2 separate regions of the Capsicum annuum genome follow, and region 2 is linked to region 1. Evidence: chromatin contacts called from public Hi-C data. All regions are on one chromosome and are shown on one strand. Each heading gives the region's core, a stretch centred on a gene start, on an enhancer-like site or on the middle of the called end of the contact. The rest is flanking DNA. Distances are from core to core; before and after follow the strand shown.

Evidence for each region. A called contact is a pair of places that touch in the nucleus more often than the background predicts.
Region 2: a Hi-C map of leaf shows a contact between it and region 1, with 4 times the contacts expected there. The contact joins the promoter of LOC107875286 here to the promoter of LOC107873770 in region 1. A contact is called at or near these places in 3 of 5 Hi-C or Micro-C datasets (leaf and pericarp).

The regions. Positions count from the first base shown.
Region 1 is chr6:227,294,166-227,299,858 of UCD10Xv1.1, reverse strand. LOC107873770 (F-box/LRR-repeat protein 17) reads left to right here and starts at 3,813. Exons shown (of 11, transcript XM_047414273.1): 1 at 3,813-4,527; 2 at 5,009-5,110; 3 at 5,678-5,693. The coding sequence starts at 3,935. It overlaps LOC107874570 (photosystem II reaction center W protein, chloroplastic), which reads left to right and starts at 280. Exons shown (of 2, transcript XM_016721333.2): 1 at 280-696; 2 at 2,080-2,569. The coding sequence starts at 600. The coding sequence ends at 2,384.
Region 2 is chr6:228,053,808-228,059,505 of UCD10Xv1.1, reverse strand. LOC107875286 (E3 ubiquitin protein ligase DRIP2) reads left to right here and starts at 2,468. Exons shown (of 7, transcript XM_016721937.2): 1 at 2,468-3,070; 2 at 4,194-4,293; 3 at 4,967-5,324; 4 at 5,448-5,698. The coding sequence starts at 2,956.

The DNA.
Region 1 (5,693 bases), core at 2,564-5,063:
ATATATATATATATATGTTCTTATAGGGTTATCGGTTTATCCAATAACCTAATAAGAAAAAATTGAACCGAATCAATAACCCAATATTTTTTTTTTATAAAATCATTAACAAACCATTAAACCAATAATTCAATAATAATAAACCAATAACATTTTTATCGGTTCGGTTTTTGCACACCCCTGCTAAAAACAGATATCCAAGAATAATTGTTCGAAACCAACAGATAATTTACCACTTTTGTATTCATATATCCTTTCTATTAATTTATTTATTTTCTTGTTCATGTGCTGTTATTAAAAATTATTTATCGTTCAATGCATTTCCCGATGCATTAATTAATTATATTGAAAGGGTGATATACTCCATTTTTTATACTATATGTACATAAACTTGAAGAAGGACACTTGGCATATTAATATTGGCTAGCAAGAGATGAGGAGCAATCTAAGTGATCAAGGTTGTGTGGCTGTTTGAACTGAAATATACTACGTGTTTGTGTATGCAAATTGCAGCAGAGATTGTACCTAATATTACTTAATATTGAAGATTGAAGTGTCTGGTCTCTCATTTCTGAGTGTGAAAAACACAGAGAAGTACAATGGCCACCAGCAGCACTGGTTGTATTACAACCTCTTCAGTTGCCTGTGTTGGCCTCGTGCACAAAGCATCTCTATCCCGCCCCTCCTGTCTTCTCGGTACGTTCATTTTTATACTATCTGGTTAACTGAAAGATAACGATATGCGATTGTCTAATAAGAGAGTAATATGATTATTTTTTGGGGGTTTCTCACTTGGTGTTCAATACCTGCATTGAGAATTAGTAATATGAAAAGTTACGTTAGGATCTTGAATTTGTCTTTGACCTATAGCAGAGGCGGACCTACATTGAGGCTAACGGGTGCACGTGCACCCGCTAGCCTCGAGAAAAACTCTGTATATATGATTTGTATATATCTCTCTATATACATATATCAGAGTATTATGTTAAATATATGCTGTGCACCCACAATAACAACTAGGTTGATTGGTGAGGTGGTTCGGTATGCCACTTGAAAGTTACACTTAATGTGTGACTACTCATGTTCGAGCCCCAACAACAATGTTTTATTGCTCTTTTAATCATTTTTCAATTTTCTATTGCGTGGTTGCTCAGGTTCGAACCCCAACAACAATACTTCTTTATTGCTCCTTTTTTTCATTTTTCAAGTTTCTTTACACTTATTGTTCAAATGTATATATTTATCTTTTGATTAAAAAAGACTTCCTACTTAGCAGTCATTTATTTCATACTTTTTCTTTTATGTATTGTGGATATTATTGAGTTATTTTTTATTTTATTTCAAAATATAAACTTCTCTTCAATTTCAAAAGGTAGATATTCTCCATAGCTTATACTGATAATATTTATTTTCTTTTAATCTTTTGATCATTGAGTTATTTTTTATTTAAAAAATTAGCAATTTAAAATTTGAGATAGGCTTAAATTAAACGTTACCCGTTGCAACTATCTAGCAAACAAATCTAACGAATTTAATATTTTTCAAAAACTTTCTATTATTGTTCAAAATATAAAAATACATTGAATTTAAATAGGTGAATAACACATTTTTTTCATATTAAATCTAATTAATGATATTCAATAATATCAAAATTTTGCTTATAAAATATTATAATTAATAAGTTTTCAAAGAAATGTATGTCGAACTTTGACACTGTTAATTACTATATTTAAATATAGAGGTGCACCCGTCAAACTTAAATCCTGGGTTCGCCTCTAACCTATAGTATGATCAATGGCTTTAATCTATTTGAATCACCTGAAAGTCTTAATTAAATATTAATCCGAAAAAGGAAATTGAATCTTCTTTTCTCAGATTAATTAGATATCATCAGATCATTAAATAAGTTCAAGAAGGAATGCATTGATTTAAAAATGCTCATGTGCGTCGTGGATCTAGGAGTTCATACGAATAATACAAAGTCCATATTATAAATTGATGTGAGAGATATATGATCGAAGTTTAAGTACAAATGAACATCTTCATCAAAAAATTATACTGTTAAAGTTACTTTTGCAGGGTTGCCAACGAATATGGGAAAGGTGAAATGTTCAATGGAAAGAGAGCAAGTAAAGGAAGAGTCAAAATTAGGAATGTGTGGATCATTGATAGCCGCAGCATGTGCAGCAACTATGTCAATTAGCTCACCAGCAATGGCACTAGTGGATGAGAGAATGAGCACAGAAGGAACTGGGCTTCCATTTGGGTTAAGCAATAACCTTCTTGGTTGGATCCTTTTTGGAGTTTTTGGTTTGATTTGGTCTCTTTACACTGTTTATACTTCTAGCCTTGATGAGGATGAAGATTCTGGATTGTCCCTTTGACCTTATATTTTAAGTATATTCTTAGTTGTGTAAAATAATCAACAACATTATTCCATCGTAGTACATAAGTGAGGTTTGAGAAAATTTTATCTCTACTAGGCTCTTTTTGATTGACAATTGTGTAAAATAATCATGACTACTGAATGTATTGATGTTGTGTATCTATGAACTTCTTGGAATGCTAATTGTGGTACTCATTTTCTTCCTGGCTATTTTGAAGTTATTTTTATTGAGAAAATAGACCTTATATCTAATTTAATTTGAGAAGTTAAATTACCGAGGATAGACTTTATATCTAACTAAATTATGGAGGACAGATTTTCCACTTGACACAATTTTAGAAGTTAACTTTTGATAGTATTTAAAAATTAACTCATGATGTTAAATTATTGGAAGGTAGATTTTATATTTGACTAAATTATGGAGGATAATTTTTATATCTAATTCAATTTTAGAAGTGAACTTATGGTGTCAAATTATGAAGGATATATTTCATATCTAACTCAATTTTAGAAATTAATTTATGGTGTTAAATTATATGGAGGGTAGACTTTATATTTAATTTAATTTTAGAAATTAACTTATGATGTAAAATAATGAAGAATAAACTTTACAATTTTAGAAGTTAATTTATGATGTTGAATTATGGAGGATAGATTTTATATCTAACTCAATTTTGGAAATTAATTCATGATGTTGAATTATGGAGAATAATCTTTATATCTAACTCAATATTAAAAGTTAACTTATGATGTTAAATTGTGTAGGATAATAATATTATTGATGGAATGATTTTCTGTATTTTAATAGTATTAAACACTTTGTATATTATGACTCCATAGTAAATAAATTTCCTGATTTTTCGCTTTGTTAATTATTAATTTCTCTGTCTTTGAAAATTTTCAATGACATCAACTAATTTGGTCAAAGTACTTGTTCTACCAAAAATTCATTTGTTTTTTATCTTTACTTTCAACAATGATAGTTTTAAAAATCAAAATTTTCTTTGCTAATATTAAAATTTAACACATATAACTAGATACAAATTTATGTATTTTTTCCTACGATTATCAAATTAAATAATAATCGTCATTTCATATGCTTTCATACACTACTTTTTCCATTTTAAAATAAGTTTTGCTCTTCAAAAATCAAGTTAATTTATTTTCAAAAGCAAATTAGATAAAATTAATTTAATATATTAAAAAACTAAAAAAAGTATTATAAGTTATAACTTTTTTCATATCAATGTGAAATACTACATATTGTTTGACTTTGCAAAAGAAAGTGATGAAAATTTAAAAAAATCCAGACAGTTAAAAATTAATTTTTGATTGCCAAAATTAGAAAGTTAATGAAAAAAAAATAGTAAATTTAAAAAGGTAGGCGCGAAAATAAACAAAACTCCCGCGCCATTCTCCCACCTTTTTATTTCAACTCACATCTCTTACCTCATCCTTTTTCACCTACACCAAAGTAGGCAACGCATTTTACCATTTTACCCCTCGCCGGCGTGAAGATTCCGATTAACGATCGTCGGAGGGATTTCGATGCAGCGCCGGCGTACCCACCCTCACATCGCCACTCCTACATCGGAGGTTGTTCTCCCGAAGCGCGGCAAGAAGCGTGGTGGCTACACTTGTGGCCGTTGCGGTGTACCGAAGAAAGGACACGTTTGTAATTTCCCTAAGAACCTCAATCCTATTGATAATCCTCCCATTCCTAAACCAGTCACCATCCTTCGTCCTCCTCCTCCTCTTCCTCCGCCGCTGCCGCCGCCACCGACGGAGAAACGCCATGTACTGCCGCAGCTCCGGCGAGCACTTTCATTTGATGACATTGATGTTAGTAATCCACCTGGATCTGATGACGACCCTGATAGCGAATCGGATCTAGTTGGGTCCGGGTCGGGGAATGGGAAGTTGACAGGGAGTTGTTTATGGGAAGTGTTTAAGAGATTGCCGCCTCCGGCGTTGCTTACATCGGCTAGGGTTTGTAAGGGGTGGAGGGAAACTTCTAGAAGGATCTGGAAGTCTGCTGTGGAGCTTAGACTTCGGGTTCCGGTTAATGCCCAGATTGGACTTGTCGGGTCGGTGTTAAAGAAATGTCCAGGGCTTGTTAAGCTTTCTCTTAGAATGGAAAGGTTAGTTCTTTGAAAGAATAATGGTGGATCAGATATAGAAACTAAACATAAAGGACTCAACTTTTCTATTTAACAACCAAAAATAAAGAACAAAAACTAAAACTTCAATCTGTTAACATTTGATTTGCCCCATCCAGGGTGGCGAAAAGGTTCATCGTTGGGAGAGTACATTGTATATATAAGGTCAAATATGATATTTATGTGTATGTATAGCATATATTGAACCCCCTTGACGCAAATTGAGAATCTATTTCAAATTCCCTTGGTGAAAATCTTGCCTCCGCCACTGACCCGATCATTACTCGTGAACGTGAACTTAAATTGTTGTTAGTGTACACAACTTAAATGCTTCAAAAATTAGTGCTAATAAGTATACAATGCAAAGTTTATTTGGGCTACTAGGTTAGATTTGAGGAAAATGATGTTGTGTAGATACACTGTTCAATTGGATGATCGTTGCTGATAGTGTATGTTTTTACAGTGACATTGATGCTACCTTGCTGGCCTGCATTGCATTTTCCTGTCCTAAACTGGATTCAATGGAGATACTTACTTCTGATACCTCAGTCAATCGGATAACTGGGTATGCTTTAGCTATGTAATTTGCTCTTTACTTACATATATGTATGTTATGCTAGGATTTTCTTGTTGTTCTAAACTAGTTATTTTTGTGCAGCTATTTTATCTACTATCTATTTAGTCAACTGCTACAAATCATTATTACATCATAAAGAATAGTTTTAATTATGATTAAATCGCCCAAGTGAAACTTACTGTTCCTTGATCACGCTCAAGAAATATGCTTTGTTTGGTTTCTCTAGGTTTCTTTTACCATAAGTCTTAGTAGCCAATGGAGCAATACATTGAGTTCAATCAACTATGAGTTTGGGAGGGAGAGGAGTATGTTAGGTTAAAACACTTCTTCTGTAAATCACAGTTGCTGGAATCTAGGGAATTGATGTAATGCATTAATTCTTCATAAAAGTTTTCCCCCCATAGCCATTTATTTGGCATCCTAATTGGAGGCGTTGATAAATTCATCTGACTTAGTTAAAGCCCCCTAACTAGTTTGAGTGTGGCCTTTCCTAGTATTTCTTTAATATAGGTTCACATATAGTTGGTGAATTAATGCAATCTCTACATGCTGCAGGGATGAGTTGGGTCGT
Region 2 (5,698 bases), core at 1,219-3,718, 760 kb before region 1:
AAATAGAAAAATATTAATTTCTTCCTTTATAAATAAGTGTTCGGCTTGGTCGCACAAAATTGGAAGTAATTTTATCAAATTTATCTCTTCTAAAAATATACTATATTACAAAGAGTCAAAGATTCTTGAAAACTTAAATATACATTTATTTAAGAATAAAATTACAATCCAAACACTGAAATTAAGGTAGTAATAATAAAGCATAATAAATTCTTGATTATGTAGGAAAACAGTTTAAACAACACTTATTTAGAAACAATTAATCAATATAGAATAAAAAAAAATTAAATACTAGTACGTAAGTACATCAGTAAAAATAGAAAAGGTGTAATAAATCTGAAATAAGTATATATTAAAGAAGTAGGAAAAAAAGTACTCAGTTTTGTTCACGCCATTGTGAAGTCGAAGCCAAAGCTTACTTTCTCGATTTCAACTCCCAAATAACCCAGCATATACACAATAATAGGACGAAACAATTTTATCTATTGGGTTAAGGTCTATAAATATGGATCTTTAAATATAAATTTACAATTTACAACAAACTAAGATAGTGTTTGACAATTGATTTTGAGAGTAGACTTTGAAAATTCATCTTCAAATCTTTTTTTAGCTGTAAAATTTATTCAGATTTTAAAAATTTGATCTTCAAATATTTTCAAGTTTTTAACATTGTCGAAGATCAACTTTAGAGGTTTACTTTGTTTTCTTAAAAAAAAATTCTCAATTAAGGACAGAGAATAAGATTTGATTATAGATCTTTTATTAGATTTTTAAAATTTATCGTTAAATATTTTTTTGGTCATAATTTTGAATTAGATTTAAAAGTTTATCTTCAAATATTTGTTTGACCATAACTTTAAATCATTTTTTGAAGATTTATCTTCAAGTATCACCCATAGATTTGAATCAGATTTTATAAATCTGTCTTTAAATAGCTTTGACCATAGATTTTGAAAAGGATTTTATAAATTTGCCTTCATTTTTTTTTTCAAAGTCCCCCAAAATCATCAACTTTTGAGGCTTTGGTCACGAAATTTTCATGGTTTTTAAAGCAGAATATATGTCCAGATCATGATTTCAAATTTTAAAATTATAACTTAAAATAACTCAAATTTTCAAGTTCAAATTCTATATTCGATTAGGAATTTAAGTAGCTCGTCTTGTCTAACATGCACATCCACGTACAATTAGGCCCTTTGTTTTAGCACTACCGGCACATTTTAACCTCCCTCCCCCCTCCCCCCGCGAGCCTGGTAATCTTTTTTAAAACAAAATGTACTTTTTAGAAGCTATTACACTCTCTCTATTTCTAAATAAGTGTTGTTTTTAGTTTCGACATACCTTTCAAGAAACTTTGTTCCTAAAGAATTAAAAATATATTTTTATTAATTTGTCCTTGTTAAATATTTTGAAGAAAATATAATTCTTTAGCTTCTTGATTATATAAAATTCTCGTTATTTAAAAGAATTTTTTTTAAAAATTATTAGTATCCCTTGATTATCCAGAATGTCACTAATTTAGATACATAATAACAAAATATTAAAATATCACTTAATTTGAAATAGGGAGTATGTAATTAAAAGAAAAATTAATACTACATCCGTAAAAATAGAAAAACAATAATAGGTACTATGTCTGAAATGAGTATTAAGTATTCAATAAAAAATACAATAAATATTTAATTATATTGAATATCACTTATTTAGAAAAAAAAAAAACAATTAAAAATCACTTATAGAATAAAGGAGTGTGGAAGTAAAAAAAAAAAAAATCAATACTATATCCTTATGAGTAAAAATACAACAATCGTAACAAGTAACGTATTTGAAATAAGTATTAAATAGAAAAAGAATAATAAGTCATTGATTATCTAAAGAATCACTTATCTGGAAAAAAAAATCATCACTTATTTAGGAAGAAATGACCACACAAGCAAAAATAAATAAAATACTATTGCATCTATAAAATAGAAAAATAATAATCCCTTCATTTATAAATATGTGTTTGACTTGGTCACACAAAATTAAAAGTAATTTTATCAAATTTATCCTAGTTTTATCTGTTCTAAAAACATACTCCATTTATTTTATTTTACTCATCCCAATTTGACATTATATATTGATTAAGAAAAAAATTAATAACATGACAATTTTATCATAATACCCCTATTAAATGATATTTATATTTTAATTTGGAGAAACATAATAAATATTAAGGATAAAAAAGAAAAAGAAAATATTTTATCTTGATTAATAAAAAATTATAAGTAAAATGAGAAATTAAATTAAAAAATCTGGGATGAGTAGAAAAGGCGAAGGAAGTATTAAAAAGATTATGAATAAATTCTTGATTATGTAGAAAATAAGTTTTAAACAACACTTATTTAAAAACAAAGAATAAATATAGTAGAAGTAAAAAAAACTTTAATACTAGTACACCTCAGTAAAAATAGAAAAGGTGTAATAAATCCGAAATAATTAAAGAAGTAGGGAAAAGTATTGTATTTTGTTGACGCCATTGTGAAGCTTACTTTCTCGATTTCAACTCCCAAATAACCCAACACACATACACAACAATAATACGAAGAAGAAGAAACAGTACAAGATCATCGTCGACACCCACCCCCCACCCACCTTACCCTTCCCCACTACCCAATCTATCACCAACCCATCTCCCCTTTTCCCAAATTAAATCGACCCATTTACTCAAATTTCCAAACTTTTTGACCCAGATTCACACTACTCCTTCTGTGTTGTGTTATGCTTGATGATTGCTGGTTCTGTTTTTGGGTTTAATGCAGAGGGGTGAATGACTGAATTCAATGGACGTAAATTCTGCGTGTGTGTAGCATGCACTGGTTGAGTTACGTGGGGTTTGAGCTGTAACGGCAGCTGGATTTTCATTGTAATTCAAACAGGTTGTTCGGAATTACGGATATAATTGATAGAGAGGAAATGCCGAATCAAGTTGTGAAAGTCAAGAGAGATAAAATTGCGGCATGCATTACATGCCCTCTTTGTCATAAGCTATTCAGAGACGCTACGACTATTTCCGAATGTCTTCATACATGTGAGTATAATTTTGATATGCAATGGGTTTTTCATTTTTGGTCAATGTGAGATATTTGAATTTTGAATTTTCGATCTGGGTTTGTTTTGTTTACTGTAATTTAGCTGGATTAATCTTTGATACGGTCACAACATGGTGTTCTCTATGTGCTTAGAGGTTTTAGGTAGTTTAAAAAGTTTAGAGAATTGCGTATACAGTGCCTGTTTGTCTGCTGCGCGCAGTATTCGAACGATTATAGGTTGTTTCGAACAGTACATTTGGTCAATATTCTTGGTTTATGATCAACTAAATGGAACTAGTTACATGTTTGATTGATTTAACTTAAATGGGTTTTGCGTATTTACACAGTGGTAATGAATTAAATGATCAACAGTTTCTGATTTTATATGGAAGTTTTCTGTTCAAGTAGATAAAAGCCTGATGCTTGTTCACCATGTATAATTGAGCTGTATAACTATTCATTTGGAAAATTCAAATGAAATATATGTGTCATTTATGCAATCATTTCTAGAAAATTATTATTTTTTGTGATTGTATAGCGAGGAGCATGCGTTGTTTTCCCTAAATAGTGTATATTATCGTATTAATCTTTGATAGTGTACCATCAGATGGGTGTTTCCATTCTGCTATGCGTATACAATTATATGAGTCTTTCAAACAGTACATTTGGTCAATATCTTGGTTTTATGATCAACTAAATGGAACTAGTCAGCTGTTTGATTGATTTCATTTAAATGAGTTTCGCTTATTTACTCAATGGTAATGAATTAGATGATCAACAGTTGCCAATTTTATGGAAATTTTCTGTTCAAGATAAATGCTTGATGCTTGGTTGAACATATATAATTGAGCTGCAATAATATGTGGTCAAGTGGCACATGACTTATTTTCATGCAATATCTCTTGCAATCATTTCTAGAAAATTATTTTCTTTGTGATCATACAGTAAGGAGCATGCTTTGATTTCCCAGTGTATATTATCGCATTAATTATCACGTTTTGATGAATGAATTAAAATTTATTACATTCTTCTGGTTTGGGCTGTACTGACACTAGCTTCTGTTGTTTCAAGAAAAGATGATCTTTTTTTTTTGTGCTAATATTGTTTCTGAAATTCACCCAGTTTGCAGGAAATGCATCCATAAGAAGCTCTCTGATGAAGAAACGGAATGCTGTCCAATATGCAAGATTGACTTGGGTTGTATCCCATTAGAGAAATTGAGGTCATATATTTTTAGTCTCACTCCTTTTCACTTTTTTTTTGTTAATCCTAACATGCAAAAATGGGCTTAATTGTCAGTTGACATATTGATGTAGATAGTTCTAGTTTTGCTTTTGCATTTTGTTCAACCACATGGAACCTCTAGTAAATATGACACTTTGGCCATGTTTTGCTGTCCCTCTGAAGTTTGATGTGCAACAAAAAGTTAGAGGTGTATTGTGTGAAAGATATCAGGTAGCAACTTCAGGTGTGAAAGATTTTACCGTTTTCCTTAGGCTAGGCTCACAGAGATGCTTCATTAGATAGCATGAGTTTTGCTGATTCTGGGTGTGCATACATGCATTTTAGCGCATAGTATTTGCTTGGTTGCTATATGATGTTCTTTTGAACCTTAGTCTTTGTAAATAACTCGAAGAAAAAGAAGGTGTTAAGAGACCCTTTTGGCCCAACCCTAGATATTCCAAGATACTTTTCCAAACCTGCTCCAGTCAAGAGATGGATAAATAGATGATCCCATTGTTACTAATGGGACACGTTCAAAGTGACTGATGTATCTTTTTTTTTTCTGTTGGTTAACTCTGCCATACCTCACTTGGTGGGAATATACTGGGTATGTTGTTGTAACTCCGCCATACCCCATCTAAATCTTTCTTTTTTTTTTCTTTTCATTTCAGGCCAGATCATACTCTGCAAGATATAAGAGCAAAGATATTCCCTTACAAGAGGCAAAAGGTGCAGGCACCTGAAGCTGTGCCTTCAATAACGCAGGCACCTGAACCTGTGCCTTCAGTTACCCCTCCAATCAGGAGAAAAGAGAGATCACTATCATCACTAGTGGTCAGTACTCCAAGAGTATCAACACAGACTGGAACAACAGGAAGAAGATCAAAATCAGTGGCAAGAAAATTATTACGAGGCTCCACATTTTCTGTTGAGAAACCTGTCAAGAAAGATGAAAGTTCCGCAGAAGATCAGCTGCATAGCGCTAGTTCACCTGAGACTTTGAACAAGTTTACTCAGAACATTAAGCAGGTAAAGTAATATTCTTGGTGGTGTGGTGCCTCATGTAAGGCTTCGTTGAAATCTTTTCCGTGGTTGATGTCAAGCGTATATAGGTGGATATTCTTGTTACACTTAATCATGCTTCTTTTGCAGAATTCTTCTAGTGTTGAGCTATTTGGCCAACCCACTCCCGATAATGAAACAGAGAATGGCATGGACCAGTGGAAAAGTAAAGTTGATTTGTGGAAGCCTTTGAACTGTTTGGTGGAAGTAGCGAATCGGAGCAAGTCTGCGAAGTTTACTTCCCAAGGTTCTACTGTCATATCAGAACATCCTCAGTCCATTGACAATGAGGCTCATGTCCGTAAACCTAAAGCAAAAAGACATGGACAAGAAATCAATGT